Linked DNA regions of Bombyx mori: region 2 is linked to region 1. The links are chromatin contacts, called in public Hi-C maps. All regions are on one chromosome and are shown on one strand. The core of a region is the stretch at or near the end of the contact, and the rest is flanking DNA. Distances in the headings are between cores, read along the strand shown. Region 1 overlaps LOC101742408 (diacylglycerol lipase-beta). Region 2 overlaps LOC101742408 (diacylglycerol lipase-beta).

The links. A called contact is a pair of places that touch in the nucleus more often than the background predicts.
Region 2: a contact with region 1 is called in a Hi-C map of middle silk gland, with 2.4 times the contacts expected there. The contact joins two enhancer-like sites. A contact is called at or near these places in 4 of 7 Hi-C or Micro-C datasets (middle silk gland and whole pupa).

Annotation. Positions count from the first base shown.
Region 1 is chr10:6,819,991-6,823,423 of ASM3026992v2, reverse strand. LOC101742408 (diacylglycerol lipase-beta) reads left to right here. Exons shown (of 14, transcript XM_038013213.2): 5 at 213-434; 6 at 3,056-3,371. Among protein-coding and RNA genes, the nearest start is that of LOC101742270, 34 kb to the right of the region's middle. Within about 2 kb of position 1,798, at least 1 of the 8 cell types and tissues checked has open chromatin away from gene starts, as enhancers often do.
Region 2 is chr10:6,868,746-6,872,178 of ASM3026992v2, reverse strand. The region is part of intron 1 of LOC101742408 (diacylglycerol lipase-beta); the gene reads left to right. Among protein-coding and RNA genes, the nearest start is that of LOC134199502, 4.2 kb to the left of the region's middle. Within about 2 kb of position 1,743, at least 1 of the 8 cell types and tissues checked has open chromatin away from gene starts, as enhancers often do.

The DNA.
Region 1 (3,433 bases), core at 549-3,048:
ACCTATTTGTGTACTAGCGTACATAAATGATAATTGTATTAAATTTTGTGGCAGATTTTAATTCATATACAAATTTTACTTGCGTCGACATATTAATATTCATAAGGAAACAAAACAAAAAAGAACTGGTATAAAATATGATGTAAACGACTTAGTTTACTTACTCATGACTTATAGGAGTTTATATTTATATGATTTTATTTTGTTCGCAGGTATAGTATTATTCAATTGGGTGCAACTAGGACTGACAGTGTTTGGGCTTTTCATGGTGTTCGATCCCTTGGGTTCAGTTAACTATGGAGATATGCAGGACACACCCAACCAAGTGCGCCATCATAGGAAAGTCACCGGTCTTTGGTCTCGGAGGTTCAGATGGGCGTTTTGTTGGCTGAAGAGAGACGAACATGGGAAGGAAGCATTTCAACAAGTTGCAGGTTTGCTTATCGTCCTTACGGATCCATCAGATCTAATTACCTTTGCATTAGACGCCTTCAGCTCTAATACTAGGAGCAGGCCTAGGGACCCCGGTAACCGTACACGTCGATCGACCGTCAAAGAGGTCGACGTGCAACCTAACCTAACCCATGCCTCAGCGCGCTGAGTTTCTCGCCGGATCTTCTCAGCGGGTCGCGATTCCGATCCGGTAGTAGATTCAGTCACGAAGCAGCTGCTCTTGAGTTTTTAGGTCTCCTTCAGAGGCGCTCGGGCAGCTGTTAGCAAATCCCACCCTTCCTGGCTGAGCCTTCGCTCGCCCACCTGTCCTGGTGAAATTGGAAAGGTCTCTGGCCCACCAGTAATCCTTCAATCATACAAAAAAAGTTTGCTTATAATATCTCTTCTTCTTCTTCTTCTTCAACCCGTGTCCACCCAATGCTGAGTGTAGGTCTCTTCGAATGCACCCCATTCTCTTCGGTCTCTTGCCTTTCTCATCCAGTCTCTATCAACTACTTTGACCAGGTCATCGGTCCACTTCGTTGGCTGTCTGCCTAAGTTACGACGTCCAGTACGAGGTCTCCACTCCAATACTTTTATGCCCTACCGATTGTCAGTGCGACGGCATATGTGGCGGCCCACTTCCACTCATTCCGAGCAATCACTTTGGCTATGTCAGTCAAATGTAGATACATATATAATAGCTTATAATATATCTATAAGTAATTATTTAGTGAACGTATAAATTGGTGAACTGAGATTGATTTTTTTAAACTAAATCCATTGCCCACGGTCTAATGTAAAATTTACCTGCCTCTTGATTGTTATTCAATATTATTAGCGTATTGTTGCTTATAACGCTTATAACTGACGATTATATTTCGAGCTTAATATTATGCTCTCCCCTAAATAAATTTACAGGAAAATAAATGCACGATAAGTTAAATTTAGATTACATATTGAGATTAGTTGGATAAATTATCGATTTTTTTTATGAATTTTAACCATAATGGATTCCAAGCCACATTATTCGTACCTACCTTTTAACTTAATTTATGAAAGCACAATGAACCTAGCAAACAACATGTTTTGCACAGTAGTAAGTATTATCTCGAACCAAATCAGTACCTACGGATACATTGGTTTTATGGTAAAAGTTGGGCCTTGAATTTATTTTACGAGGATTACAATGCGCTCAGGCTAAAAGTAAATGCGTGTAGGCCATTAAATAAATTCAGCATAAACTTTGCTCGATAAAGCAATGGCTTTCATGATAGTATGAAGGGACATTTCTAAAACAGCAGACACTAGCAAAAGGGTTATATGTATTTACATAGAATTTAGGTAAAGCCTTTGAAAAGACAATAAGAGTACCTATTTTAGAAAACGTTGCAATATACGTTTTGTCTTTTTTTTTTTGTGTGTGTTGCTGTGTTGTTCTTGTATTCTTCCAGTTGTAAGTTCCACGTTGCCGGCGATTTAATCCCGGTTTTAGCACGTTTGTCAATAGTTGGCATTGGGGAACTGGACAAACTTGTTCTTATCACATAAGAAAAATCATAAGACTATTTTATTAATTACAAAAGGTTGTATTTACGATAACGATACGCGTTGAACTTTGACACGATATAAATAAAACAGATGAGTCATAGCATATCATTTATACGGCCGTGACACAGTTTACTAAGCTGATTTTAAAACTTATCGACAATCTCGTTTTTACGAAAAACGTAAATTATCTTAGAACGACACTCATGTACCTATAGATCGTAGTTCGTATTAAGTTCAATAGTTTAATTCAATATTAAATCCAAATTATTTTGAATAAAATTATATTAAAAGAAGTCATTATTACGCTTAAAGAATTAGCTAATAAATTAACTATCACAATTGAGTCATAAACAAAAATATTGCTTATTTGCATATTTATAGGGGGGAAAATAATCAAAACTAGTTCTATGGAACTTTTGTGGTCTTGACAGAATGCCGCTTGCGAAGATTTGATATTGTTTTTTGTACATAGTGTAAATTTTTTTGAAATTGCTTACGTGGTTGGACGAACTCACGGCCCACCTGGTGTTAAGTGATTACCAAAGCCCATAGACATCTACAACATAAATCCCGCCACCTACCTTGAGATGTAAGTTCTAAGGTTTCAGCGTTATTACAACGGCTGCCCCACCCTTCAAACCGAAACGCAATACTGCTTCACGGCAGAAATAGGCGGAGTGGTGGTACCTACCCGTGCGAACTCACAAGAGGTCCTACCACCAGTAGTTACGCAAATTATAATTTTGCGGATTTGATTTTTACTACACAATGCTATTCCTTCACCGTCGAAGTCAATCGTGAATATTTATTAAGTACGTATTTCGTACATAATACGTACATAATCGTCGTAGGACGTATTTTCGTGCCATGACCGTACGGCCTATTTTTGCCCCGGATATCATAAATTCCAGTTTGAAAGGTAGGATAGCCATTAGAGTCGTCCACAATAGAGTTGAGACTTTAACGTCACCTTTCAAGGTGACACGGGGTCGCGAACTCGTACAACTAATCTAGTGTATAAAAAAACGACTCGATACAATAGTTTACTGGAAGTTATTGTTTGATTTTTCAGCACTGCTCAGCGCCTTGTTTCGATCCACGGACTTAGTACCATCTGACGTGGTAGCAGGATGTGTTCTGCTCAGAGTCAGACAGAAACGAGAAACTAGAGAAATGCGACGTATTCAAATGCTAAACGACGAAGAGCCTATTTATACGACGGACGTAAACAAGATATTCTCCGAAACCCCACCGTGGATGAATTTAGACGATGCCCTCTACTATCTCAGATTATCAATCGCTGCATATGGTTGGCCGTATGTTTTATACCGTCATTGCTTCACTGGCTTCTGCAAATTGGCCACCCACTTAACTTGTTGCTGTTGTCGGTAAGTTTTACAATTTCAGATATCAGCATCATAAAGTACACTATTATCGTGCTATTTAATTT
Region 2 (3,433 bases), core at 494-2,993, 49 kb before region 1:
TTAACCAGAAAATTGAGCTTACTAACCGAATGTTAATATTTGATACGTTCGGTCCATTATACTTGTAAACCTATTACCGTAATAAATTTATCATGAATGCGAAAAACACTGGGTTCCCATTAAAAACATTTGAAGAAATTAAAATTTAACAATAATTAATTGGTAACTATGATGTGGTACTATTATGAAATAATAGTATTCTATGTCACTTATCGCTCCAGTTCAAAATCAAAGTAAGCTATTGAGAAAAAGAACTCTGTCATTCTGAAAAAATTTTTTTTTTTTCTAAATCCTTGTTCGTTAAAAAACCATTAACTTCTTCCATTTGAGTTACATTGAAAATCATCTCAAGCTGTAAGGCTCTAGAAGTTTCGTTAAAATAATATTCTCTCTCTAGTCTCGGACAGCAAATTTATTTTGCTCGAATAACTCAAGGGTGTTTGTTTAATCTTAAGATATTTCGGTGCGACAATATTTGGTTTCGAGCACAGAATATATTTTTTAATCATATTTTTTTCTCTCTTATCCATTACAAATTTTGAAGTTCATATACCACGAATATTGTTAGTATTCAGGCAAACACAAATTGAAGGGAATAAAGATAACTTAATTAGTAAATATCAGAGGAATAAGATATACGTACATTCTAAAACGCATAAAGTTGTTAACATTTGTCTTGAACTTCATATAATTTATACATATAATAGTTTCTATTCATTTTTATTTTATTTTATTACATCGACGTGTGAATGAGCTTATATTTTTTGCGAATTATATTTTATTCGGCTTAAGACAGGTAGTGTGGTAAATGTTAGTGAGTCCTGACATTCAGGAAACAACTCAAACATTCAATTGAGGCTTATAAAGCGCCGGTCACGTTCCGCTGTGACTCAGAGTGACTCTCATTAAATGTATGACATTTTCGCATTTACTTAAACTACACACTTCTTCTTCTTTTTATTCTTGCCCTTATTCTACTTTAAGAAGTCGGCGCAACATGTTCTCTTTTCTATCTCTTAGGCCTATCATACGTCATCTTTGCACTCACAACTTTCTCTTGGATGTCCTCTTTCAAATAGTCTATTCAAATCTTTTTAGGATGCCCCCTGCTCATATTAACGTGTACTTTCATACACATACGCGCGTCACTTATCATACGTTAATGATACTATGTCAAAAACCTTTTTTGATACGCCAATAATAACTGTTCCAAGCTTCGACTCAATCTAATATATGGGTTGAGAACGCAAGCATGGCAAACAGGCAAAGAAACATTTATTTTTACTTGACTGACAAAAGTCAGTAATCTTCTATTTGAACAATATATTTTGCACTACATGAAGCTTAACACAGCATATGACCGCGCGGTATCCACTTGCCTTTGCTTCATATGACACAGAAACTAGTAAGATAAACTATCAAAAATATTCTTTTAATGTTAACATTGACATAACTATCAGTGCCGTTTCGCCTTCAAGAAAGATTTCCTTAAACCCATACTTTTGTCAATAAAATTTTATTGATCAAGCAAATATTTCAACAAAAAATATAGCACATGAGCAACGCGTTACTAATATACCTACCACACAAAACGAATTCATCGTCAGAATCAATTGAGTCAATCAAAAAAAAAAAAATGACCCCAAACTTACGAATAAACAAATCGAACCGCTTTACAATGCTACTTTATATTAATCAACTGTCATCAGTATTCGGTACACGCGCACTCGTGCGAGTTCAATTACTTGAAATCACTACATCGACAAGACACTTATATAGTAAGTACATTGTTTAGATTGATGATACAGCAGACGTGAGCACAATCTTTTTTTATATATTAGGGTTAATTGCTTAAAAATATAAATAAAAACGGTGCTGTATTGTTATTGGTTTGTTTGCCGTAATTACGCAGATGAGCTCGTAAAGGTGTTTTCTACATAATATATTATTGACCATGTAGAAAGAACGCCATCATGCGTTCTAGTTTAAAGGATCGGACAGCTGTCATGCAAAGCCATCGAGATGTCGCCATAGTTTTTCTAGATGGATTACGTAAGTCACGGTGTGATGCTATTGAATCCACTATCAACTTTATAGTAAGTAGGTAAGACGTGAACTTCTTATACGTGTTTACAAAAATAAATAATATACTTACCCTACCAGAACGCATTCGCTTTGCGGCTGAATAGACAGAATTTGATGGAATTTTGAAGGAATACGATCTCCTCTATAAACGTATTAGTAGGTGTCACTATATTCCTATTTGCCTATTTCTATATGCCTATTTCTATATGCCTATTTCTGCCGTGAAGCAGTTATGCGTTTCGGTTTGAAGCGTGGGGCAGCCGTGTAACTATACTGAGAACTTAGAACTTATATCTCAAGGTGGGTTTCGCATTTACGGTTCTAGATGTCAATGGGCTCCAGTAACCACTTAACACCAGGTGGGCTGTGAGCTCGTCCACCCACCTAAGCAATAAAAAAATAAAAAATAAAATACCATGATACCGTTCTTTTTGTGAAACCCTTCATATAATCTGTAATCTAAAAAAATACAATTCAAATCTTAGACGACCGAAAGAATTTGGGTATCCATCATTAATTTCTCTCGATATGAATATTGCATTTTCTCTTGCTCACTGCGCTAAGGATAGTCACGACGGTACAAGGTAAATTAGACAAATATCAAAGTAAAGTCATCCGCGCTTACGTTTAATAGTAATCAAACATTCAGGTCACGGCTCCAGTCCTCAGAGCTAGAACTCGTAATTTCCGAATGAGGCTCAATTTTGAGACGATGTTTTTACTACTTGTACCTACACTGGGTTTTCTATATTGACTTTTGGAGTGAATTTGTTTTAATTTAAACAATAACAAAATAAGATAAAGATTACTTTTGCAAAAAAGGGACTTTGTTTCTTTCACACTTTATTGTTTTCACAAAAACCATTTTTTGAAACATCGAAAATTTTAAATCTAATTAATAATAACGCAAGATTAAATTGTAAGCATAGAAATCTATGTTTCACGTCTGAGATTCGCACTAAATGAAAACAAACTCAAATAACCTAATGTGTTAATTAAAACTATTTTTACGGATTAATCTACCTTTTATTATTGGCATTTTATTATTTCTGGTTTTTGCACTACTTTACAATTTTCGTGGACATTGATGACTAAGATGTTATTTGTCGACGTTGGAGTAATGTGCCAACTACCGTTTATTTGTAGTATGTACTCACGAAAACCTAAGAAAATACTAAAACCTTTATGAATATTATGAGAAGTAATAAACTAATGACCAGTTAGAGTTATAATTCAAGTAGCCTCACTAGAGTTTGTCAAAGTAAAACAATTTGATTTTTTTTTAACTAAAAAAAGGAGTGTATGTTTTTGTGATTATCCTTTATGCGTCATTAAGGCATTCATCCGA